2 separate regions of the Gossypium hirsutum genome follow, and region 1 is linked to region 2. The links are chromatin contacts, called in public Hi-C maps. All regions are on one chromosome and are shown on one strand. The core of a region is the stretch at or near the end of the contact, and the rest is flanking DNA. Distances in the headings are between cores, read along the strand shown.

What was found. A called contact is a pair of places that touch in the nucleus more often than the background predicts.
Region 1: a contact with region 2 is called in a Hi-C map of leaf, with 3 times the contacts expected there. The contact joins the promoter of LOC107951361 here to the promoter of LOC107951326 in region 2. A contact is called at or near these places in 3 of 34 Hi-C or Micro-C datasets (all in leaf).

Annotation. Positions count from the first base shown.
Region 1 is chrA02:26,807,734-26,813,560 of Gossypium_hirsutum_v2.1, forward strand. It overlaps LOC107951361 (membrane-associated 30 kDa protein, chloroplastic), which reads right to left and starts at 3,857. Exons shown (of 11, transcript XM_016886380.2): 1 at 3,532-3,857; 2 at 2,009-2,130; 3 at 1,787-1,897; 4 at 1,490-1,554; 5 at 1,327-1,408; 6 at 569-643; 7 at 251-321; 8 at 78-160. The coding sequence starts at 3,682.
Region 2 is chrA02:26,170,047-26,175,399 of Gossypium_hirsutum_v2.1, forward strand. It overlaps LOC107951326 (alpha-glucosidase 2), which reads right to left and starts at 1,787. Exons shown (of 23, transcript XM_016886331.2): 1 at 1,543-1,787; 2 at 474-765; 3 at 235-303; 4 at 15-152. The coding sequence starts at 1,670.

The sequences.
Region 1 (5,827 bases), core at 2,607-5,106, 640 kb after region 2:
ATCTTTGCTAAATATGATGCACGAATAGACAGGATGGTCACTTACGACAAAAACCTTCCAACCTAAGATTAGCTCACCTTTCTCTTCCATTTTCTCAAAAGCTGATAAAGCATTGCTTGTGTTGACATTTCCAACCATCTCATTAACTTTTGTTGCAGTTCTGAAGAAAGATGTAAGAACTCACAATGAGCAAGTACAATGAGATAAAACAGAGAAAAACAAAGGTAACAAAGAGAATAGTCAAGACTACCGTGCAGTCTGAGCCCGAGCTTTCAATGTGTCTTTCTTTGACTTTGCCTCTTGTATCTTACTCTCTAAAAGCTACACAAAATTTGAATTAAGGGAATGAAACCCCATCAAATCCATCCATGTGTAAATAATAAGATAAATGTATTACTTCTTATGTATCTATCAAGTTTTTCATCCAATATTGCTCCAACTGTTTTTTTTAGAAGTATCCAAATCCAAGGTATATTCTCATGAATATATTCTAAATAAGAAGACCAAATTATCTAAACGAATAATATTGCAATGAAATCAATAGTAGCAAAGATGAGTAGACATTTACCCTAGTGTTTGAGACGAGATTCTCAACTACACTTTTCTGTTGATCAAGTTGAGCTTTCAACGAACTAGCATTATCCTGAAACAAAAAGCAAAAATGATTGTTTGCCAATTGAAAAATCTAACCACTTTAGGAACTTCGAATTAAAATAACAGGTTGTAAAACCAGGAAAGATATGTTTTCAATCTGTAGGAAACTATCAGTTACACTGTTTAAGCAATTCAATAGGGTTATTGTGTCCACTGGTGTTTGTGTAACTTGATGTTGTCGGAACAAGCCTATGTTGCAATGCCATGAACCTCATTTGGCATACAATTTTATCTGTTGACCAAAAACACTAGAACCCTAAACCCCAATCCCGACATTATAAAACAGATCTGTTTCTCATTGTAGCAACCACAAATCAAACCTTCATCTCACATTGAAATTGCAAAATATAAAAATCTAATCAAACCAGCTAATCGGCTATGCTTATTAATCTACTTTCCAGTTTCCCCAAGCGTTTCAACATACAAAATAATTCAGATAAGAAATTGTAGATATTGGAAATTTTTATAAGAATGCTCGAAAACACTCTACAGCAAGATGACATCTAGAGACTTGGATGTGTGTGTTGGATATGACATGTATCTAATACAAATATGTTCAAAAATTTTCATGTATTTGGAGGGTCATATCCCCATATGTCCAGATATGATATGGGTGTTAGCAGACACAAACACTTCAAAAAAAAATGAAGAGTCAGAACAACATAGTCATACAGCATAAGATTTACGCCTCTTGAGGGCTTCACGTGCAAGATCTTCTTCTCCTTTCTGAAGAGCCAACTGTGCTTTACGGTACCTATATGAAAACAGAACTCAATAGGGACATAAACACTCATATCCTCTGAAAACTAAAGAAAAAATATCCTCAATCAATTACCAATCTTCAGAAGCCTGCTGTGCAGCTTTATACTTATTTTCCAACCGCTTTTGAGATGCTAATACCTTCAAAAAAGAAAAAGGATCACATCTGCATATAAAAAATTGGGAAGAAAATTACACTGAAACGGCACAATAAAAAGTTGTAAAACAAAAATAAACTTCTAGGACCATCTTGGAATCTATTCTTGAGTACATATGCAATGCAATCAAGCATAAAAAGGGAAAGAAAACAATGTAACCGAAGGCGAAAGAAACTCGAGAAACTAAAAAATAAAATAAAGGTAATGAGGCTTACTTGTGCTGTGGCCTGTCTCATCTTCACCAAGTCATCATTCATTTCAATCACAGCTTGCTCTAAGATTTTTTCTGGGTCTTCAACAGAGCTTAGGAGAGCATTTGCATATGACTGCCATTATCAGTGAATTGAGTCAAGTTATTGAGATAACACATCAAAATTTGGAATCATAAATCATAGTATCTTTACATGAATGCATATAAACAATTCGTAAACTCTGACCTTAACAACTCTAGCAAACCGATCAAAAAGGTTCATGCGAGTGCCAATGGCACCTGCACCTCCTCTACAAGAATGAGATCCTCCTGGAAGGGTCCTTATGCTTGTAATTTTTAGTGCAGCCACTGTTTAAGGGAGCAGAAAGAGCAACTTAAAGGATAAGTTGAACCTACTTTAGGTACTAGTGTTTAGCCCTTTTAGATAATGTTAGACAGTCCGCTGAAATTCATACTGTTATGTACTAAAATGAAAACTTAATCACTGGAGTTCCAATCGTTCATATTACTCCCTAATCATCAACCAAAATGCAAATAAACAGTAAAAGGATAGAAAAAAGGGGTGACAAAGTTATACAGAAAATTGAAATTGAAAAGATGGTCACTCACATCACATGAAAAGCAAAAAAAAAAAAAAAAACTTATGCAGAAGCTTACATAATTTTAGGGGAATTGCACCAATTTATAAATGAATTGCTTTAACTTTTTGACATGTAAATCATCTAAATATTGTAATCCACATACGAAATACACCATTTATGCTTCAAGAATATAATGTGTTCAAGAATCCGTTTGCTACACCACTTAAATAAGCTTTAGAGGTTTATGTAAAACCATTAGCAAATGACCCAAATAAACAAATAAATTTCATCATCCATAAAACCAGCGCTTTAATAAAATTATGTGTTCCATTTAAGTAAACAGCTTAGGCAATCTGCTTATGAACTAACATTCCATGGCAACACTCCTTCTCACTACTCAAGCTACCAAGGACAACAATGGCTGTAAATTTACGATGAAAAGCAAAGAATTTTGAAGAACAAATCATAAATTTGATATCCCAAGTTCCAAACAAATACAACCAACTCATAAGCAAGGAAAAACCATTCATGCCTTAACAATCGAGTTTGAAGTCGAGCCTGAGAATTGGTCCTATTTTTTTTAATAGGTAAGCGAGATTTTTATTTGAGCTCGAGATATAAAAGTATTTAAGAACCCATTTGATTCACCACTTAACTAAGCTTAAGCTCTGTTTGGTACGAAGGATGTAAAGGAGTGCGGATTGAAAACTATGTTAATATAATGGTTAGACTACTTTGGTTCTAATTTGATTAATAAATTTCCCATCATCACACCTTTCAGTCCTTCATACCAAGCAAAGCCTAAAAGATTGAACAAAAGCATTAGCAAATGACCCAAATAAAAAATGGAATGTCATCATCCATAGAAAAAGCTGAGGTTGAAGAAAATTATGAGTTCCCCTTGAGTTAAGCTGCTCAGTCAATCAACCTATGGACTAACCTTCGATGGCAACACTCTTTCTCACTAATCAAGCAATCAAAGACATAATGGCTGACAAATTTAGAATGAAAAGCAAAGTTTTTCAAAGAAAAATCACACATTTGATATATTCCATAACAATAAATAAAATTTAGCTCCCAAAAGGCACAACCAACTCAAAAGCAAGCAAAAATTTGTAGAAGAACTTATGAAGATTGGAAGTAAGAAAAAAGGCCAAAGAAAGAGTACCTCCGCCATTAAAGAAAGAAGAAGTTAATGGTTTCTTAACTAAACAACGAATGCAAGTACTGTTACTGGAGCTTGAAGACGAAGAAGAAGAAGAAGCAATGGGTTTGAAAGGGAGGGTCAATCCTGTAAATATTTGAGAATTGGCAGCCATTTTTAGTGTTTGTATGAAGAAAATTTGAAAGGCTGGTTTTGCTGTGAGAAATGAGATGATGATATCATATCAGTTACATTCCCAATAGGCGTTCTTGGGTTTTCAGATTTTTCTTTACTTTCTGGTTTTCTCTTTAATTTCGGTCCGCTTGTTGCCAAAGGAAAAAATATAAACCGGTTTGGTTTGATCCCTATTATTTAAAAAGAAATATTTTTCAGCAATTTTTTATTATTCATTTCTTGAAAACACTAGGTGAACTTTGGTGCTTTTATTTACCTCAAATATAATTGATGATAATATATGTTGAACAAGGAAAAGAAGATAGTGGAAAGAAATGTCCATTTACCTGTCATGATATAATGAGAAGTATGAGAAAACCGAGGAGGAGGATAATGTGATACGGTTGCTGTTTACGATTTTCGAAAGAAAAGGAGTCGATTATTAGTCTATTGTGCACAATCTTATATAAGTGAGGATACCTCTTGTCTTGTAGTACCTACGACAAATTAGTACCTAATGTATACTTATTTTTATCTTGATATCTATTTTTTTTATTAAAAGTGATACATAAATTATACTTTTGTTATCCAAATCACTTCAAAACATTACATTCAACTATTAAAAGTTGCAATGTGGCACAAAAACTACATAAGCATTGCCATTTATTTGTCAAATAATTCCAAATATATAGAGAGGAAAAATTACTAAAAATAATTTTTTTTAAAATGTGTTAAAATTCATAAAATATAAAAAAATCATTTTTATAATCTATTAATTATATGAAATTGAAAAATATATATATAAATTCAAATATATAAATTAACAATTCTAAAAAATAAATTCAAAGATTATTTGAAAAATATATAGAAATTCAAAACTTATATTTTATAATATAATATATAATTATATGGAATATAAATAATTCAAAATTTTCAAATCTAAAGTCAACCATTCTTCAGTCACGATTGATTGACTTAGGTAGTTTAGATACCAACCCAAGAAAAGGGTAGTTTAGAGATAAATTTTGACCAAAAAGAATTTTAGTACCAAAATGAAAGAGTGGGTATAATTTTATTTTTTTGTATGGAAAAAAAAAAGGGATTCAAGAGAACCGAAACACTATAAAGCTATGTCAGACAAAAGAACGACAAGATTGTTCCTATGTTGCAACAATCAATTGAATAGCATATACAGTGGATGATCTAGTGCACACAACCCTCCCACCATCGATCACCCCATCTTTCTTAGAATATTAGCACAGATATTTTGCTCTCTATTAATATGATTGAATTCAATCAACCGCTGCCTCATACTAAGTTCTTTGATTAGTTGAATATATATAAAACCATTCTTTGAAGCATAATTACTATAGAGAACCTATATCAACATTACATTATCACTTTCAATTTTAATCTTCCTGATACGAGTATAGGGGACCAATTTTTAGCCTAAGCACATGTTGGGCTTAGCCTTTTACAAAGCCCATTTAAGAAGCCCAAAAGATCTTGTATCTTGAGACTCAACTTTAAATGGGATCTAGGCATCTTTGGAGTTGAAAAAAATTGTCAAGATTTTAAATCTTGGTTTCAAGAAAACAAATCTTGGTTTAAAATGGACAGATTTGAAGATTTCAAGTTTAAAAGAAAAAATCAAGATTCCAGTTCTTGAAAATATTGGCTCAAGAACATATTTCTTGAAGTGGGACTTGCTTGGACGATAGTCTATGAGCTAAATGGAGTTGAAGACATGAAGAAAACAAACTCCAACAATCCATATCAGCCTCCATGGAGTTTTGGTCCAATTTGAGCCCATTTAAATGTTATTATGTTTAGTTATACTTTATTTTGGCTTAATCCGTTTTTAGCCTATTTGAAAACTTTTATTTAAGCCCAATAATGTTATTTTCATGTAAAAATTCGATCCATGTGCATTTCTTACTAGGCTGGGTGAATTTCCCTTAGTTTCTATACTGAGTTTATTTTTCATGTTCATTATGTAAGGTTTTTACTTGTTACTTGCTAGCCAGGTAATCCTACTTGCATTAGGATTTTATTTTTCGCCTAATTTTGTCTATATAAGGGATGCCCTTTCATGTTTTTTACACCTTTCATACCTTGATTAATAAATTTCAACTGCTTGAGTTAT
Region 2 (5,353 bases), core at 537-3,036:
GAAAGTCACTCCACCTCACAGCGCCTTGTTGTGTCAGCTAGAATCCCCAGCGCCTCTCCATTTGGAAGAACAGCCAGAACCCAAGGATGTGATTGGTACAATGATGTAGTTTCAGGACCATAACCCCATGCATCAGTGTTCCATGTAAAAACCTACAAGAAGCTTTACTTATCACTAGCAATGCTAGGAAAATAAAATACATTTCATGGCAGCCACGTTTTGCAAATAACTCACTCTTTTTCCTGTTCGCTCTAGCTGTCCACTAACTTCTCCAGTTCCATAAAATGAGGTACCAGCAGGAAACTTAACAACAAGAAAACTCCACTAGATTAGTTAAAGAAAAAAGTAGTGAACAAGAGACTTCAAATTCTACCAGAAAACTTCACCATCAAAGTGAAAACAAATAGGCAGAATGCTAAATGCACAACGGTTCGAAGAGGCAAAATATACTAAAATGCAAAGCAACAACAAACCTCCAGTTTGACAATCTGCTGCCCCAGACGACACTCAAAAGAAGGGATATATGAAGGAGTCTTGTTACTCATGACTGGTACATCCCTGCTTTTGTTATTTATAAATGAAAGACTCGGATACACTGCTTCTCTATCATTTGCAGAGCAGTCGAACCGGAAAACCCCATCCTCCAAGATGGGCTGAAAAATCATTTTCCCTGCAGTGGAGTCTGATGTTGCTGCCTTCACTTCAGAATCAGTCATTTTAGATATTAGCCTTCTCCCAGTAAGCTTCTTGCTATAACTCTTCTTTCTGCATGCCAAAATATTTATTAGAAGAGTAGAAAGAACATAACATATCACTTTATAACAAAGCCAAGAAAAGCTTAATTCTAGAAGAGCGACATAATTTTAACACTACATGCACACACAGACATTTACATTTACGCACAAAAATGATTGCAGATTATTACTCTATGCATATCTCAGCACTCATCAGAAAAGCCCAAAGATATCCGGAGATGCACCAACATTCCAGAATAAAGAAGGATCAAATACGGAAGATAAAATGGTTTTATGAGCAGCAGTTGCTAAAACATAATTGACCTTTTAATCTAAAGGCTGAACTTGATGGGTTAAAAGAAGGCAGCAGGAAACAGGAAATAAGAGTGAGTGAGACTGCAGACAAAAGAGTTAAATCAAAGTTAATATCGAGGCATGCTGTGGCAGTTAAAAAGCAATGGCAGTTTAAGATAGAACCGATATGATTGTGCTTTTACTTAAATTAAGCATTAAATGGCATGTATTAACTGCTTGTCCGTGAATAACAGCTCCTTCCTATCATCACCATTCTTGTTTTTGGTTTTGCAACAAGAATAAAGCCAGAAGCGAGACTGAATTCAAAATTAAGATATAAAAACTCTATAATCAAATAAAAGGGAAGATGATCGAGTGAAACAATCAAGCAAATAAAGCAAGAGAAAAGAAGAATCCATTCAAAATAATAATAATAATAAATAAAAATGCAAAAGCGAATTAAAGCAATGCTTCACGAGCAGAAAGATCATGAATAAAGCAGAAAACACTAAACCTGAAGAGAAATTTGGATGTTGATGATGGTGGAGAGGGATTAAATCGACTAAATGCTAGGGGACAAAACGATAATTTCAAGACTGCTCCGCCGTTCACACTGTTGCTAAGGCCCACTGACATTTCCATTTCATTTCAACAATAATATGCAAACACCACAATGACTTGCTGCAGAAAAAATAAAAATAAAAATAAAAAATTCTGTTTGGAAATGATACACCTGTCTACCTGCCAAACTGAATGAGTCGGGCATTTTGTAATTCGGACCTTTTCAAATCACTTTATATTATTATTATTAGAAAATAACAGTTTTAGTGATATTTTTACACTTCAAAAGTGTTTTGTAGGTACAATAAAATATTAAAAAATAAATATATAAAATAAATGTGAGTCGTGGTGTCTTTTTTAAGTCAGCTGCTGCAATTAAAAAAATGTAATGTTACTCCTTAAATCTATTTTTAAAAACGTTTAACTTATAACTTAATATCTAATTTTTTGTTTTTTTTGGTACTTAACTTCTTTTTTAATCACAAGTAGTGTTTAAATTATATTTTTTGTTTCTTTTTTTCTTCTCATATTAAGCTTTTTCTCCGAGTGCTAGTATTTTGAGCTTCATGGTTTTGATTAAGGTTTTCAAAACTAAATTAATAGTCAAATTAGTTAGGCCACCAATTTTTAATTTAATCAATTCATTTGGTTCTATCAAATAAATTATTAAAAATTAAAAATATTTAAAATATTTAAATATTAAAATAAATAGGTGGTTGAACCTCTTGTTTAGCTTAGTTCAATTTGTTTATATCAATTCAATCTGTATCTCCAAGTTGGTAGGTTGGTTGGTTCAATTCAATTCTAAAAACACTAATTTTGGTGGATGAAAGAAATTTTTCAATCTCATCATGTCAAGCAAGCAAAAGGTGAAGCTTGAAAACATAATTTTGATATAATTTTACACAAGCTTTTTCATCCACATTGTTTCATCTTTACTAAATTTAAATTTTTAACTAAATTGGTGTCACAAGTTAACCAGACACTAACTCAGTTGAATAAGTTATAATTTTATTGAAAAATAAGTTATGTTATTATGAGGGTTCTTTTCTCTTTTTATAATTTTATAAAATATATATAAAAAATTCATATGTAATTACAATTGAACCCGTGACATGCGCATCTACAAAATTTTAATTTTACCACTTCAACAAAAATTTTGTTTTAATTTAATATAATTTGTAATATTTTTATACAAAAAAATTGTTTTCATCCACACCGTAATATCTTTACTAATTTTAAGCCCTAATTGAATTGGTATCATAAGCTAATTGGACATCAACTCTATCATGGAGATGATTAAAATAACTTTTTATATATAGAATAAGTTATACCATTACATGGGTACTTTGTCTTTTTATATTTTTTTATAAAATCAATAAAAAAAGCATACATAATGAGATTTGAACCCGTAACACATACATCTATAAAATCTCAACTTCACCACATGTGTAACACCCCTAAAATTATTATAAAATAAAAGTAGTAGTAAATTGAAATAGTGTATAAATGATTTTCCGGTAAAGTGCGAAAAAGACATAAAGATGATAAAAGAGAAGTTCGAGTGATGTCAAAGAAATTTTAATTAAGAGGTATGTCGTGATACATTAATTTAAAGCAAGGACTAAATCGTAAATATGTGAAATATTTATGGTTAAAGTATAAATATTTAAAAATTGATGGATTGGTGTGTAAAAGAATTGAAGTTGAAGGATCAAAAGTGAAAATAATCGAATCTATTATGACATGGAATTGGCATATATGGATCAAATTAAAAAAAATAGAGACTTGTGAGGGACTAAATTATAATTTTACCAAATTAAGTGATGATTGGAGGAAAAAAGTTGTGGAGAATGTTGAAAGGTAAAATAATCATTTCTCAATCAATATAATTATCATGAAAATATCATGATAATGAAGGACATTTGTGTTGAATTTGATTGGTTAGGTTTATTTTATTATTATTTTACTATTATTTTAATATAAGATATTTTTATTATTTAATTAATGGTTAAGAAAATAAAAAGGATATGATGATGGAAATTTCTCCATCTTTCTTGACTTTCACTTTCACCATTCTTGAAGAAAAGAAAGTTTTGCTTACTTTTCAATTTGGTCCTTTCCATCCAAATCTACCATTTTTACCTAGAAATCAAAAGAATCTTCATAGCCACCAAGAGAGAAAAATGATAAGAAGTCTTTGGAGAGCAAAAATATCAATTTAGATTCAAGAAAGATAGAATTAGAGGAGAGAGAAAATCAAGCCAAGAGAATAAGAGAGAGAAAGTGAATCAAGTGATAAGGAGAAGAGAAAAGCAAGTGACTTTTTTTTATAGAAAAGAGATAAGTACCAATGAATTTCCTTGTTATTTAAGGTTTAAAATGTGAACTTTGTGTAATAGGTAATAAGTTAGTAAAATAAAATGTGAAATAATTTAACATGTAAAGTAGAAAATTATGATTAAAGTATAATAGATGTGTTATGAACTGATGAAAAAGGCATAAAGTATTGAATATTTGAAATTATGATAACAAGGATTAAATTGTAAAACTTGAAGAAATATGTGATTGAAATAAGAAAATTGAAATACATGGAACTTTGATATGTGAAACAAGATATTGAAATAAATTATGTGATTAAAGTGTTACAAGGAAGAAAATTGATTAAATATGCTAAATTAGTGAATAGCATTTATGTAAAAAATGACTAGATTGAAAAGTTACAAAAGCTTAAGAGAAAATATTTGATAAATGAAGAGTGTAGTTAAATAAAGTTATGAAAGCTTAGGAGAGTATAAAAATACATGATTATTGTAACTCAAATTATAATTGTTCTTTAAATTGTGGATAGACAAGGACTAAATTGAAAAAGTGTAAAAAAAGTATAGTTAAATAATGAAATGTATGAAATCTAATATATGAGAAGAAAAGTTGATAAAGAGAATATGTAAGAAAGTGTGACGAAATAGTATATGTATGAAAAGTGAAAGTGAGATTCTAGAAAATATTGTATGTTTGTGATGTTTAAAACTAAAACGTGAACTTTGTGAAATTTACGATTAAAATAAAAAAAGTGATGTGCATAAAAAATTGATATGTGAAATAAGAAATTAGGACGAAGAAAAAATCTTAATGTTTGAGACTCAAAGTTCGTGAAATGTTAAATAGTAAGCTCGAATGAAATGAATGAGAAAGTTTAATGAAATCATGTTAAACGTGAAATTAAGCATTCGTGATTAATTATTAAATCCAGTATCGTGAAATGCCCATGTAGACTAGAGTTGAACTTCATGGATATAGTTTGTAACAGCCTGTTCCAATGAAATCGGAACAGCGATTTCGGGACCACAAATTCAATGTGTGAATAATTATTTTATTATTTTTTAGTGTCTAAGACATATTGGTAAGGTCATATAAAAATTTCATTAAGAAATTTTATCGTTTGCATGTTTAATTAAGTAAAAAGGACTAAATCGTAATAGGTGCAAAAGTAGAGTTCTAGTAGCTAAAAGTATTAAAGGGCTATAAAACTTTAAAGTAAGAGTACTTAGATGGTAATTAGACCATTTAAGTGATAGTGAACATTTATGAGATTAGTTTTATTGAAATTATGGATGTTTTAAAAGGGTAAAAGAGTAAATAGGTAAAGTAAAGTAAAAATTAAGTAAAATTAACATATCATCTTCTTCCATTTGGTTTTCTTCAACCGAATGTTCAAAGGAAAATTTGCTAGGGTTCGTTCGTCTCAAATTGCTTAATCTAGC